Linked DNA regions of Hordeum vulgare: region 2 is linked to region 1. Evidence: chromatin contacts called from public Hi-C data. All regions are on one chromosome and are shown on one strand. The core of a region is the stretch at or near the end of the contact, and the rest is flanking DNA. Distances in the headings are between cores, read along the strand shown. Region 1 has its middle 41 kb from the start of LOC123396806. Region 2 holds the start of LOC123395810 (protein PLASTID REDOX INSENSITIVE 2, chloroplastic).

Region 1 (7,444 bases), core at 3,456-5,955:
GACCATTTCCCCATATACCATTACTATCATTGCCATGCTAGTATTATCGTTTTTGTCGCTATGTCTCGTTACCTACCACCTGTTAAATATCAGCCTCTCAACAATGCCATGAAAACCTTCAACCTGTTCACAACCTAGCAAACCACTGATTGGCTATGATATTGCTTGCTTAACCATGTGTTAGCGTTTCTAGTTGCAGGTGCAGTTGCTTCCGTGTGATAACATGGGTTCCTTGTTATATCACCCTATTAAATGCTATTTAATTTAATGGACCTATATACTTGGTAAAAGGTGGAAGGCTCGGCCTTTCTAGCCTGGTGTTTTGTTCCACCTTTGCCCCCTTAGTTTCGGATACCGGTGTTATGTTCCATAAAGGAGCGCTCCTAACACGATCGGGGTTGTTATGGGGACCCCCTTGATAATTCGTTTTAGATTAAAGCTGGTCTGGCAAGGCACAACTTTGGTACTACATTTGCCTAATAACCTAATAATAATGCATAGGGACCCGCCGGCACCCGCGGAGTAATTTAATCAACCCCCGGGCCAGTGCCCCTCATGAGTGTTGGTCCACCCACCTAGTAGTCGGCGGTGCCACCTCGGGGCAACTCGAGGTTTGGCTACCGTCCACTATGCATAGACGGTGTGTCCTGAGAACGAGATACGCGGCTCCTATCGGGTTCGTCGACACACCGGGTGACCTTGCTGGATTAGTTTTACCTTTGACGAGATATCTTGTGCATCGGGATTCCGGTGATGCTTTGGGTAATCTCGGAGTTGAGGTTTTCCACTAAGGAGTCCGACGAGATTGCGAGCTTCGTGATCGAGGATTTCTATGCGGCTTGTGGTAATTTGTGATGGACTAGTTGGAGCACCCCTGCAGGGTTAAATCTTTTCGGAAAGCCGTGCCCGCGGTTATGTGACAACGTGGAAACTTTGTTTAACACTGGTTCTAGATAACTTGAAGTTAACTTAATTAAAATATGCCAACTGGGTGCCTAATCGTGACTGTCTCTTTCTTGAGTTCCTTCTCCGATCGAGGACACGGTGGGGTTATGGTTGACGTAAGTAGGTGTTCAGGATCATTCATTTGATCATATGTAGTTCACGTCCGTTATGCGTAGATCATCCCCCTCCTTATTCTTTTACTCGTAAGTTAGCCACTAAATAACTGCTAGTCGCTTGCTGCAACCTCTCCACTTAACCATACCTCACCCATTAAGCTTTGCTAGTCTTGGCACCTTTGGAAATGAGATTGTTGAGTCCCCTGTGGCTCACAGATTACTACAACACCAGTTGCAGGTACAGGTAAAGGTTACTTGACGCGAGCGCGTTTATTGTTCATTTGGAGTTGCTTCTTCTTCTTCTTCTTCTTCATCGATCTAGGATGGGTTCGAGGCCGGCAGCTTGGGATAGCACGGATGGACGTCGTTCTTCTTTTCTTGTTTCTTTTCGTTCGTAGTCGGACCCTGCTCTTCTTCGTGATATTTATGTATTGTACGGTTGTGACTCTTATGTTGCTTGTGGCGAGTGTAAGCCAATTCTATGTATCTCATCTTTTCAGTACATGTACTTGTAACGATATCCATTCTTGCGAAACGACGAGATGCGCTTCTATCCCTGACGAGGTCCTCGTGCCAAATTGAGGATAGGATCGCATCTTGGGCGTTACAGCTGGTAATGTTGGGGAACGTCACATGGGAAACAAAAATTTGCTACGCTCACCAAGATCAATCTATGGAGACTAACATCTATGAGAGGGGAAGTTGTATCTACATACCCTTGTAGATCGCTAAGCGGAAGCGTATATAGCACGGTTGATGTAGTCGAACGTCTCCGCCATCCAAATCGCAATTTTTTCTGCGATCCCATCACGATCCATCCCGATCTAGCACCGAACAGACGACACCTCTGATTTCAGCACACTTACGGCTCGATGACGTCCTTGACTTCTTGATCCAGCAAGAGGGGCAAATAGCAGATGAGTTCCGGCAGCACGACGACGTGGTGCCGGTGGTGGTGAAACTATTTCCGCAGGGCTTCGCAAGCACAACGAAAACTATGATGGAGGATGCTTGGGGAAATATTGATGTGTTCCGGGTGCTATCCCTGGCCCTCTATTTATATGTTGAGCCGAGGGATCATTTCTTGGAGAAAGAGCCTCCTCAAAGTCGGTTTGGCACGCAGGGCAAGAGTCCTCCTCGGACTCCAGGACCATATGCCAGGGTCCTTGGTATCTAGCCCCAGACGTCAGGGTCCCTGGCGTCTGGTCCTGGCCTTCGCAAAACTCTTTTTGCATCTTCCTAAAGCCTCGTGGGCTTTACCCCTTGGCCCAAATAAAGTGTTCTCGTACCCAAACATTTCGGGAAACATATGAAACCCCTTCCAGTGAATTCCGAAAGCCTTCCGGAGACCAAACACTATTATCCCCATATTTCAAGCTTTACCTCCGGACTGTTCTGGAGCTCCTCGTCATGTCCGTGATTTCATCCGAAACTCCGAACAACCTTCGGTCACCAACATAACAACTCAACTATACTTATATCGTCACCGAACCTTAAGTGTGCAGACCCTGCGGGTTCGAGAACTATGCTGACATGATAGAGACACTCTTTGGTCAATAACCAATATCGGGACCTGAATGCCCATATTGGTTCCTACATATTGTACGAAGATCTTTATCGGTCAAACCTCGATGTCAAGGATTCCATCAATCCCATATTCTATTCCCCTTTGTCCATCGATATGTTACATGCCCGAGATTCGATCGTCGGTATCTCCATACCTAGTTCAATCTTGTTACCGGTAAGTCACTTTACTCGTTTTGTAATACAAGATCCCGTGACTAATTTCTTACTCACATTGCTTGCAAGCTTCTTGTGATTTTGTATTACCGGATGGGTCCTAGAGATATCTCTCCGTCATACAGAGTGACAAACCCTAGTCTCGATTCACGGAAACCCAACAGACACCTTCGAAGATACCTGTAGAGCACCTTTATAGTCATCCGGTTACGTTGTGACGCTTGATACACACAAGGCATTCCTCCGGTGTCCGGGAGTTGCATGATCTCATGGTTATAGAAATAGATACTTGACATGCAGAAAACAGTAGCAATAAACTGACACGATCACATGCTACGTTCATAGTTTTGGTCTTGCCCATCACATCATTCTCCTAATGATGTGATCCCGTTATCAAATGACAACTCATGTCTATGGACAGGAAACCTTGACCATGTTTGATCAACGAGCTAGTCCATTAGTGGCTCACTAGGGTTAGTGTGTTGTTTATGTATCCACACATGTATTTGAGTTTCCAATCAATACAATTATAGCATGGATAATAAATGATTATCATAAACAAAGAAATATAATAATAACTAAATTATTATTGCCTCCAGGGCATATTTCCAACAGGTAATCCATTGCTTCCGCACAACCGGTGCTTGGATCCGGCGTTGTTGCCTCACCCGAGGCGGTGCGATTCGTCTGGCGTCCGAACATCGTGACGGAAGCGCAACCCCTTCGTTGGCGCACCGAGCACGAAGCATGGCTGACCTCGGACGATGTCATGACGCGGCAATGCCCGCCGGATGAGGCAGCGGGCACATGATGCAGTGGAGGCCCTCGCGACGACGGATATTGGAGAGGTGGAGTCACACTCTCTGGCGCCCCGTATGTTGCACGGGTGCGGGCACCACAACCGCGTCATGATAGAAGTCGACTCCTCCGATGAAGGATCCGTCATCGACCTCACGTTGTTTGGTATCGTCCGAGCTACGGGCTCCAACGAGAAATAATAGGGCGTGGGAGATGGCGGGAGCTCGACTCCCGTGGACCGGCTAGTGTCCCATGTCCTACTATATCGCGTCGATGACCGGACCGACAGAATGAGGGGCGCGTCCAACCGTCGGACATGGTCATGCCGGACAAGCTCCGCTTAGTATTAGGTTTACGTTACATGTTAGTATGAATTTGAGATATCCAAATATATAATGCATTATTTGAGTTGTGGGCGCGTTCGTGATCGTTTGAGAGACCGAGTTTAAGAGTTTGGGTTGTAGATGCTTCGAATTTGACAATTTGTAGGTGAAGTATACCACGGCACTCGGCCCGGATTTAAAAGTCCGGCATAGATGAAGCATACCACGGCTACTACAAAACGTCCGGAGGAAGGATGACATTTGCTCCCCCGCGTAGAGACGCGAGCACCGAGTACCGTCGCGCGTGCGTCCCAATACGCAGCAGCACATCCCCCCGTATCTCCATCAGAACCAATCATGACACGGAAACCACCTACACAGAGGAGAGGGGTGGGAGATACGCACCACGATGCTACACACGACACTCGCGCACAAGCCAAAGGGTCTCCGTCTCGATCATCAGGGCGTCACCATCACTCGGGGTCGGAGACGCACGGCGAGCCAGCAGCGTCGCGCCGGAATCCCATGCCCACGACCACGACGCCACCCCGCTTTGGTTGTCCTTCCTTTCTCCTTTCCTTTCCGACCCTTTGGCCGCCACCAGAGATTAAAGGGACAGATGCAGGTCATCGTAATTTTTCTTTTTGAAACGGAGGTCATCGTAATAATGGCATGCAGCGCACGCTAACTAATCATCCGGCTGATGATGGGCCGGCCCCGTGCACAGGAAAGCCGGGCAAATCTTGGCCGCGCGCGCACTAGGAGATCTGGAGATGAGATGAGACGTGAGGAGGCGTAATTCGCGCGACGGACAGACAGGCTCAGACTCAGATCCCCGTGCAGTACTCTGCGGTGCCGCATCTGCTTTGTTGCCGCGACGAGATGAGGATGCGTGCGCTGTAGCCTCGGCCTGTAGCGGCCGACTGCTACGAAAGACGAAACACTAGTGGATGTGGCAATGGCATGGCAGCTGCCAGCGTGCGCTGCCCCGGGAAAGCGCGACAGGCTGCGTCGCCAGGTAGTGTGTGTGTGTGTGTGTGTAATCTTGACCCGCTAGACTAGAGTGCATCGCAGTCCCTACGTGCTACCACTCCACCGCCCACTGCGCTACCTAACTCGTGGACGTTTTTTTTTTTTCCTTTTGAGACAACTCGTGGACGGGTTATCGCACTTGTTCCTAGTACACTAGGATTTTTTTGTGTGTGTTTTGTACAGTTACGAAAAAAGCCCAGCTGGTTCGGCCCGAACGGAAATTGCTGGGTTGCTTCTGCAAGGTTTTAGCCTTTGAGATATGGGCTCCCGAGGAATTTCAGCCCAGGATGGCTTAGGGAGAGGAAAAGCGGCGGCGCGAATGTTTCGCCACTTCCCTCAGTTTCCCTCTCGTTTCTTCCGCCACCGCCCACCGAGATCGGAAAAGAAAAAAAAACTCGATTCCCCTCCGCCCTCGCCGTCTCGTCCGAGGTCCAGGGAGAAGCAAGCCGCGGCGGAGGGATAATACATACTCCGAGGTCCCGTTGCATCCGATCGGCGCGGGTGCCCTGGGATTGCGAGCATCGGTACGCTCTTCTTAGTTTTCTTTTTCTTGCTAGAAGATTACGCGCCGCTACTTCTTATTTCTCCCCCTTCGTCGGATCGCACTTCTGGTTTCTCCCTTGGATCGTTCCTGTCGAGGAATGCGATGCGGTTGGGGAAAAATAAATGCGCTGATCCGTTTGGTTTCGCTTGGTGTGCAGGTATGGATCAGGAGTGTGATGGTAATGTTCTACGCTATAACATACGGGTTGAAGCAAGTACAGTAGATGACATGTTCCTGTAGCACGTGTTCACCAAATATGTCTGTCGAAGTAAACATCTCCGTCTGCTTGAACACTGTTGGTAGCTACTGTGCTCTGCAAGATTGTGATTAGTGTCTGTCGCCCTACGGTTCCGATGTCGCCCGTCTGCTTCCCTCATGAATCTGATGTGTTCAAGTCCCCTGCACCAACCAATTCTATCAGTGTTGCGCCGCTCATGGAAAAGTAATCTTGTGCCGCATTTGGTTTGATGCCTTGTTCCATGTTTTCGTTAGATATGTGATGTGTCTGTCTGTTCAGTCACCTTCTCTTTGCAACATTTCTGTCCAATTACACTAGGACAAGTTTCAGGTGGAAACATGTTTTACCCAAGTGACTCCATTACTCACAGCTTCTGCCTTTCTTGATGCGTAGGCATAGAAGATGAGCCTGGCAATTCCAACGTCATGGATGAACAAGAGGAAAGCACGGGCAGCGCCCCTGTCCCAGTGTTCTCGGGTCGAAAGCTGAAAAGGCTCAGGTCCAAAGTATGGGATGACTTCACACCCATCTACATCGACGGTAAGCTCGCGAGGGCCGAGTGCATGCACTGCCACCAGGTCTTAAGCAGCGGCACCGGCAACCTGCAGAAGCACCAGGCCAAGTGCACCCCTGGTGCCCAGAAGAGGCCAATGCAACAGAAGCCCCCGTTCTTGTCAACCGGCCAAAATAAATCATCAGACACAGCAAAGGTATTGCCCCAGAAGAAGGCTCCTGTCCTGCTTCACATTCTTCTTGCCGATACGAATGAGGAAGGTCAGAAGGTTGGTCAGAATTTGTCTCACGGGGAACTTGCGACACATGAGCGGAAGAATCTTGCTTCATGTGATACTCCCACTGACAAAGATCGAAAGAATCAGTCGCATGAGGAACTTACAGTGCCTGACCAGGAAATTCCCACTGACATGAACCAGAGGGATCCGGAGGTTGGTCAGATTGAGCCCCATGAGGAACTTGTCAGGATATTTTCTGTGCACGGGTACCCGCCATCGATAAAGATCCATGATAGATTCACTAAGTTTGTTGCTAGCTTGAATCCTATGGTCAAGATGCCGGCCAAAGTTGACATGTACAGGTACTCGAAGGAACTGTTCGACAAAGAAAAGACCAAGCTGAAGGAAAAGTTGGCAGCTTTGCGCAGTCGGGTCTGCTTGAGTGCTTATGTGTGGCACTATGATCTGACCTCAGCGTTCCTGTGCTTGAGTGTTCATTACATTGATGATGAATGGGAGAAGCAGTCTCATATCATCAGGTTTCATTCGGTTGATCCTTCCTGCAGTGCAAAACAATTGAGCCAGGATATACTGTATTCTATTGGAAATTGGGGTCTTCGTTACAAGGTTTTCAGCATTACACTGGACGAGGCATTTCTGGATGATTCAGTTGCTTCAGATCTCAAAGCCAGTCTCCAAGAATGGAACCTTCTCTCGTCTATGTCTGCAAATCGTAATTCATCTATGTCTGCAAACCATACATCATCTATGTCTGCAAACCATAGCATTTTTGTGATACGGTGTCCAACTCATCTACTTAATCAGGTCATACATGTGGGGATGGATGAACTTCACAAAACCATGGAGAAATCCACAAAGTGTTCTAAGTATACAAAGGGCCACATCCCTTCAGCAGTGCGGTTTCTGAACTGCGGATATGCACCTTCACCTAAAGACTGGAGCAACGCACAAAGGAT
Region 2 (7,444 bases), core at 3,006-5,505, 520 kb before region 1:
GCTGACGCTCGTGGTCTTTGTAGTATTTGACTTCTTTTTCCAGGGCGATATTCTATGCACATCACCGCCGCCGGTGTCCATTGGCCTACATGAATGAGTTTTAGGTTGTTGCTTCTATAAGCTTTTGGATTTAAACAAGTTTGATGTGTCAAGATGGATGCCCGTAGACGACAACGAGCTTTGCTCATGGCGCACCATCACGGAATGCAGAAGAAAGAAGACTTCGACACCCTCCCCCCAAATGGATATATTTTTCATTTTGTGTAAGTTTGTGTTCGTACCCGTGATGATTAATATATTAATATATGACCCAAACTTTTCCAAATAAATAAATCCGTGAAACCAACCTAAAATAATTACCCAAAGTATGATAAACCTATCCGTAATATTTATTGTGGTCCTATATTGTTAGTTTCATTTTTGATTTTCCTGTAAAAAATAATACTCTTAGCAAGAGTCTGTTTTTTCTTATCATAGAAAACACATAAGGCTTTTCTCCTCCTACCAGCGGCGTCTTCATTGAATATCGCAGGAATCGATCACTGTTAGTCTTCACTGAATCTATTTGAATTTGGTCCCTCATTTGGATGTTTACAGGTTTGATCTTTACGATCTATATCTCTTTTCATTAACAATGGTTGTTGCTCAGGTGCCCTAAACAAGATTTGTTTGACTTTGGTGACGATGACGGTGGTACGTCTTTGACTCGTTTTAGTCCTTATAATCATTGCTAGGTGACCATAGACCTCGTTGTTATTTGTATCACCTCTAGTTTTATTTGTATTTCCATGATGAATTATGAATTGATCGAAAGCTTCTATATAAAGCAAGTTTTTTTCTTCCTATTTTTTTTTGGAAGCAAGGAGTTTCAGACCCAATTCTGATAGAATGTAAAAGGACGTCGATTCTCAAGATTTTTGTGAGAATCCAACAAAAGAACCGGGCCTCATTCTTTCTGTTCAAAGAAAAACTGCGATATACACAGGGGCCAAATCGAGAAAGTAGCACAGCTCTGCCCTTTGGCCCTTCTCCAATCTCTCTCCACCTTCGCCATTCTCCTCGAGCTGCCGTGTGCCCCCCCCCCCCCCCCCCCCCTCTCTCCCCCCTGCGCCCCCGCCATGGCTCAGCACGGCTTCCTCTCCTCCCTCCGCTCCCACCTCCGATCCCCGCCGCCGCCGACCCACATCCAGCCCCGCCGCGGGTACCACGTCGAGCTCGGCGCACGCGAAAAAGCGGTCAGCCCTCTCCTCCCCCCTACAGTTCTCTTTTCGCTCCGTCGATTCGATCGCTAGATCGTATGCGGTTACCCTTCCACGCCGCGGTTCCTCTGTCCGGAGGCGCAGATCGCGCCTGTCGTTCTGATCCGCGCGCAACCACGAAACGCATGGATTCGATCTGATTTGGTACTGGCGAGATGTTGTGATTACCGGTTAGGGAATTTTTCTTGCTATGCGTTATGGGTGATAGTATTCAGCTTCATTCAGAGTGATTGGCGTAAAGGTCAGGTGCGGTGTGGGGACTGGATTTTTCTAGTTAGGTTTACGAACTGCAGTGGTCGTACTTAATGATGGTGCTTATCATGATCCTGATAAGAGATCTGTAACTGACGTTTATGCATACTAGCTGCACACTGTGTGCTGTAATGCACAGGCAAGATATACAAATATGTGCCTTATGTCTAGTTGAATGATGCAGTAGTCATCTTGTCCTGCATATCCTTGTTCGCACAGAGGGGCATCATATATCCTCAGAATAGATCAGCGTAACGCCGTTGTTTGCTGATCTTCAGTGTTTTGTATCGCTGCCATGGTGTTTTGTTACCGTAGTTTAGTGTTTCTGACATTTTTGGTACTAGAGGTTTCATATAAGCATCTTATTTCTTTGTTGCAAACTGCCCTTTAGGTAAAGGCTAGTTGTACAAGCAAGACTCCATGCAGTTACTGTTATTAGATTCTATACTACTCCATCTGTCCCAAAATAAGTGTCGTTGGTCTAGTACAAAATTTGTACTAATTTAGTGTTAAGTTTGCGACACTTATTTTGGGACGGAGGGAGTACAAGTCAACAGCAACTTGCGAAGTGGTGTTTAGTTTATTACTTTTACTTTGTGCTAGTTTCTTGTTAGCATGGTTTTGACTCTTCATCACTTGCAGCTTTTAGAGGAAGATGTTGCTTTGAAGAGGTTCAAATCATACAAGAACAGTGTGAAACGGGTCTCGAAAATCGGGAATGTTCTCACTCTCGTTGTCTTTGCTGGTATGTTATCATACTTTTGGATCTTTAAGACCACTTCTTATTCTTGTGTATTAGGCTTCTCTCTTTAAGGATTGTACTGTGCAATAATTAATGATCCAGTTTGTAATTGGATGTTGACCACCTGTGTAATGTTATATGCCTGTTATCATGTTAGTTCTGTCCTCATTTTATGATATAGGCATTTAGTTGACGTGGGTAGTATCTCTCTACTTTCTAAACTAAATTTGTAGTTGGGTTCGATAATGTAGGGCAAATGGTAGTATGCTTCATTGGTTAGTTTTGTAGCACCACAGATATAGTCTGTGCTGTTGCACATGTAGCTATTTTTTCTAGTGTAGTAAAGTCGGCAACTCCATATGGTAGCTATTTTTTCTATATGAATTCTGGCAACCCATCCCTCTGTTATTCATTACACTCTAGCTTATTTTCTGGCTGCAGTACTTCTACTGACCATGGAATGTATTGTACTCGTATATCATTATTTTCTTGAGTGCTGAGAAAATAACTAATAACTTGAAGTCTATTTGTTTGGGTTTGATGATGTATTCTTGTAACTAACAATTGCTATGGAACTTTGAATATGTATTCTTGTAAAATGGATGTATCCAAATACCAAAACGTGACTAGATACATTCATACCTAGACAAATCTAAGACAAGAATTTTGGGACGGAGGGAGTATATCATTATTTTCTTGAGTGCTGAGTTGCCATTTGAAAATAACTCATAACTTGAAGTCTATTTGTTTCGGTTTGACAATGTATTCTTGTAACTAACAATTGCTATGGAACTTTGAAGATGATGTGCTTTTTTTAAGACACATTTTCCTTGTATCTCTGGTTCTATGTATTGCTGTTAGCCGCCCTGGCATGGCCGTAGTAACTGACCATGTGAAAAGGAAAGTTACTTATTCATCTCACCAATTTTCAGGGCATGCTTTGTCTTGAAGTGTGCAGTAGGTCTGAATACAGTTGTCTTTTTCATACCGGCAGACTGCACATAATCCTTGAAGTTTAGAAACATGTTCTTCATTACGGTAGGCAGTAGGTTTGAAACTGAATCTCTCAACCTCTGAAGAGAAATCTTGTGTAGCACACAATGCTATCCCCCCTTAAACATGTATAAGACAACCTAAAATGTCTTATATATGTTTACAGAGGCATGTAGTACTTAGTTGACCTTTTCCGGCATCGAACAAATATTGAAATATGTGCTTTATTTCATCGGCCTTGTAGATTGTGGTGGCACCTGTTGTTGCATCTGATTATGGGTGATCTACTTGACAGTTACACTGACTGCTGTTTGTTTTGTTTTGTTCGGCAGCCTGCAGCTATGAGATCGTTGCACTGGCAACAAGCACCCAATGAAGGAAAGCGCAGTCGGTGTGAGCCCCTTAGATCTGCCAGAAAGTGATTCATCTCATAAACTGGCATTTTACCAGCACTCTTTTGAGCCTCCTGTCGATCTTATGTCATGTAAAATAAAGCAAACTAGGTTGACCTTATTTGGGAGTCGCTTTCTATTTTCAATGCCTACTTGTTGCACAAATGGAAGGTTTCATTTCTTCGAGGAGTTTCAATAAATTGTCGACCTCGGATCTTTGATGGTGCCCCTTGATGTCTGCTGTTTTATGTCATCTGGGGTCTGTCCGTTTGTGCGTCTGAGCAGCAGCGATGAGAGTAAATTGCTCTACATGCTATAATTAGATTCACTGTGTGATATATCTAGAGTGCGATATTTGAACTGGATGGTAAATTGCGAGTTTTGTGGGGAAGGGTAACCAAAATTTCTGCTTGGATCAGCACATAATAACTTGAACTCAAGCTGCTTGAACACAAGCATCAGGCAATTAAATTTGTTATATACGTGAAAGGTTAGCGTTAAGCGTGTTACTCCATCCCCTCCCAAATCCTAGCCTTCCCTCCTCGAATCGGGCGGCTGCGCGGCGCCCCCAGCCGAAAATCCCACACAAGTAAAGGCTCTGCCCAGTCGGAAATTTGGAAACCAAGTCCGTCTGGAACCGATAAGGAGAGAGGAGGAGGAGACGACCGTAAAACCCCGGAGGCGAGCGGCGATGGCGACGAGGGTGTGGGCGGCGTCGGCGGCCTTGAACCCCATTATCCTCCCCATCTCATCTTCCCCACGTCCGAGCAAGCCCGCCCCCTCCACGCGGCCGAGCGGGCACCTCCGCCTGCGCAGCCGCCCGCCGGGGCCGGCCAGGGTCGTGCGCCGCCGCGCCAAGAACGCCGCCTTCGAGGACTACAAATTCCCGGACCCCATCCCCGAGTTCGCCGAGCAGGTCAGCGACACCCTGCCTCCCTTCCCCCCCTGCATCTTCTTCTCGGGACGCCGCTCCCGTTTCCTTCTCTTGTATTGTGTGTGACCGATTTCGTGCGGCGTCTCCTCTGTTGTCTCCCAACAGGAGACGAGCAAATTCAGGGAGCACATGACGTGGCGGCTGGAGCAGAAGAAGGAGGACTACTTCGGGGAGCACGTGGAGGACATCGTCGACGTCTGCACCGAGGCACGTTCCCCAGCATCCACGGTTAACTTGCTCTCGTTCTGCTACTAGCATTTCGGCATTCTTGGGTGGGTGGTATACGCAGTTTTTGCTGTAACTGCCTGCGTTCATCAGAGCTTATGTCGGAGGGTTCTTAGATTGAAGCGTGATTTAGGTTAGGAATTTGGTATTGCGTCAATGATGGCCTGAGAAAGTGTAGACCAGATAGAATTGACACTGATAAAACATCTGTGGTCTGGAAATTAATGCGCAGAGCTGATGCCAAGAACTAGCCGGGGAGTGAACATTTAGAGAATCATTGTCTCTGTTCTTAAGAAGCTAAACCTTTGCATGATGGTTCAAATAGACGCTTGCATTCATTGTTAGAGACCAGCAAAGTAGCTCAAATACCCAAAGTTCGTAAGTGTTGGTACGAAGCATCTTTATCTTCAGATAGTAATGTTACAATTGGTTGGGAGTAGAAACTGCAGGTCCAGAGCACCTTGCAATGTATGCAAAGTAAACATGAGGACGGCCGTTGTCCATTAGTCTTGTCAGTTGTCAGTTTGTCATCAGTTAGTTACAACTCGCAGCCTCGCTTAGCTCTCTCACTGTATGTTCACATGCTATTATTTCTGCCAATCTTCTGTTTAGCATAAGTTAGGCTTACAATTACAAGGACCTTCAAGTCAAGCCTGTCACACTGATGCAGTTGCTTATGCAGGCGACAGTTCAATGTTAGATATGATAGCACCGCACTACGTTTTCAGCTAGACAGCTAGTCCGATAGACGAAATCTCTGAGACGTGATTCTGATTTCCAGGTCTTGGGCACGTTCTTGCAACATGAGTACTGCGGACCCGGGACGCTCCTGGTTCACCCGTTCCTGGACATGAAGGGCGAGATCAAAGAGAGGGGCCTCCCCGGCGCGCCTCAGGCGGCTCGCGCCGCCATCGCGTGGGCTGAGAAGAACATCGACAAGGACTGGAAGGAGTGGACCGGAGATTATTAGCGCTGATTTGATTTCCTTTGTCACTCTTGTGTCTCTGTTGTGGCAGCTGTTTGTTGTACCTGTAGTAGCTTCGATGTTTGAGTGGAGACTTGAATCCTGATAGATTCTAGACTAGCCGCGTTAGTCCGATGCCGAGCCCGTTAAACGCATGAAGTTGATTTCACTTTTGCTCTGAACTTGATGAAGGCCGGCCCGATCCTGATCCGTTTCTTCTCTGAATCATGATCAACGTGTCTTGGGTGTCCTCTGAATCTCTGATGATGGTTGGCACCTGGCACTGACAGTAGTTGCTTGAAAAAAGTTTCGCTAGTTTTTTGCCACGTGTGGCAGGAATACTTGCTTTGCCTTCACCATTGCCACTGTAAGTCAGCAGTAGTAGTATAGCGGATGGAAGACCGTCGGCACGCCGCGCCACTTGAGAACCCGTGTAAGTGTGTCCATCCATTCATCTTGTTGGTCGAACTCCTTTAGAGATGTGCATTGCAACGGGAGAAAAACAATTATAATCTTCAATGATGCTGATCATATTATATCTTTAAAATTTTAGGACATTTTTTGAAATGCATGAACATTTTTTGAATTAGCAAACATTTTTTACAATTGCACTCAAAAAATAACACACAAACTTTTTTTCAAAATCATGGACTTTTATTGTTTTCACCAACATTGTTCACAAAATTATGAACATTTTTTTGAATATGCGAATAATTTTACAAAAATCCTGAGCATTTTTTGAATTCACAAACATTTTATATTTTCTTCAAACTTTTATTTCAAAATTCCCAGTTTTATAAATTGCAAAAGTTTTTCAAAGCTCTAAATTATTTAAACTAAAAAATGGAATAGAAAAATATAAATAAAAAATGAGACTAAAAACAGAGGCACGAACTGTTTTTAGATTTTTACACGGATTTTTGTTTAAAATCGTTGAATTTTTTATTTTATGGACATTTTCTCAAAGTTTAAACTTTTTTTATATGCAAACATTTTTCAAAACTCGTGAGTAGTTTTTGAATTCTAAAAAAAATATGTTTTTTTGAATATTTTATTTCGAAATTCTCAGTTTCTTAAAATTGAGAAAAGTTGTTTGAAGTTCTAAATTATTTAAAGTAGAAAAACAAAATGGAACTGAAAAGAAAAATAAAAAACTAAACTAAAAAAACAGGCGCCCACGCATGGGCCGGCCCAAACAGGTGTGCTTCATCTTTTTCCAACGCCGAGAGCGTAATATAGGAGGTACCTACATGGGCCGGCCAGTCCGGAGATTTTCCTGTTTGAAATGTTTTTATGACTTGTAAGTGGCATTGATGGGTAATTTTAGTCAACTTTAAGGGCAATTTGGATGACGTACGTTAGAAGCACTATTTGCTTTATTAGTAGGTAAGATCGTCGGTGACACATCCGCTAGAAGTTGAGGGGTATGATGTGGTGGAGACTGGAGAGGTTGTGGTGTTTCTGTTGCACTGCCGCTGCTCCGCCCTCATCTTTTCATCGCCGCCGCTGATGTGATTTCTTTGTTTTTTCTACCAACCAGGAATCTAAAAGATAGCCTGTGAGAGAGCATCTTCTGGAGGAATTTTTTATAGAGAGGAGTTGGGAAGGGGCGGGTGCTTAGAAAATGCCTCAATGTAGGTAAAACAAAGCAACATGGCCTAGATCCAAGTAACCTTGTCATAG

Evidence for each region. Hi-C and Micro-C count contacts between places; a contact is called where the count stands out from the background.
Region 2: a Hi-C map of seedling shows a contact between it and region 1, with 3 times the contacts expected there. The contact joins the promoter of LOC123395810 here to the enhancer-like site in region 1. A contact is called at or near these places in 1 of 6 Hi-C or Micro-C datasets (seedling) and 1 of 1 datasets of contacts at active chromatin or transcription factors (embryo).

What each region holds. Positions count from the first base shown.
Region 1 is chr5H:416,717,047-416,724,490 of MorexV3_pseudomolecules_assembly, reverse strand. No RefSeq gene overlaps it. Among protein-coding and RNA genes, the nearest start is that of LOC123396806, 41 kb to the right of the region's middle. Within about 2 kb of position 4,705, at least 3 of the 3 cell types and tissues checked have open chromatin away from gene starts, as enhancers often do. A contact at or near this core is called in seedling, where this site is marked.
Region 2 is chr5H:417,237,989-417,245,432 of MorexV3_pseudomolecules_assembly, reverse strand. LOC123395810 (protein PLASTID REDOX INSENSITIVE 2, chloroplastic) reads left to right here and starts at 4,255. Exons shown (of 3, transcript XM_045090845.1): 1 at 4,255-4,554; 2 at 4,678-4,779; 3 at 5,579-5,943. The coding sequence starts at 4,330. The coding sequence ends at 5,767. It overlaps LOC123395811 (succinate dehydrogenase subunit 7, mitochondrial-like), which reads left to right and starts at 1,026. Exons shown (of 3, transcript XM_045090846.1): 1 at 1,026-1,235; 2 at 2,154-2,256; 3 at 3,579-3,854. The coding sequence starts at 1,119. The coding sequence ends at 3,622.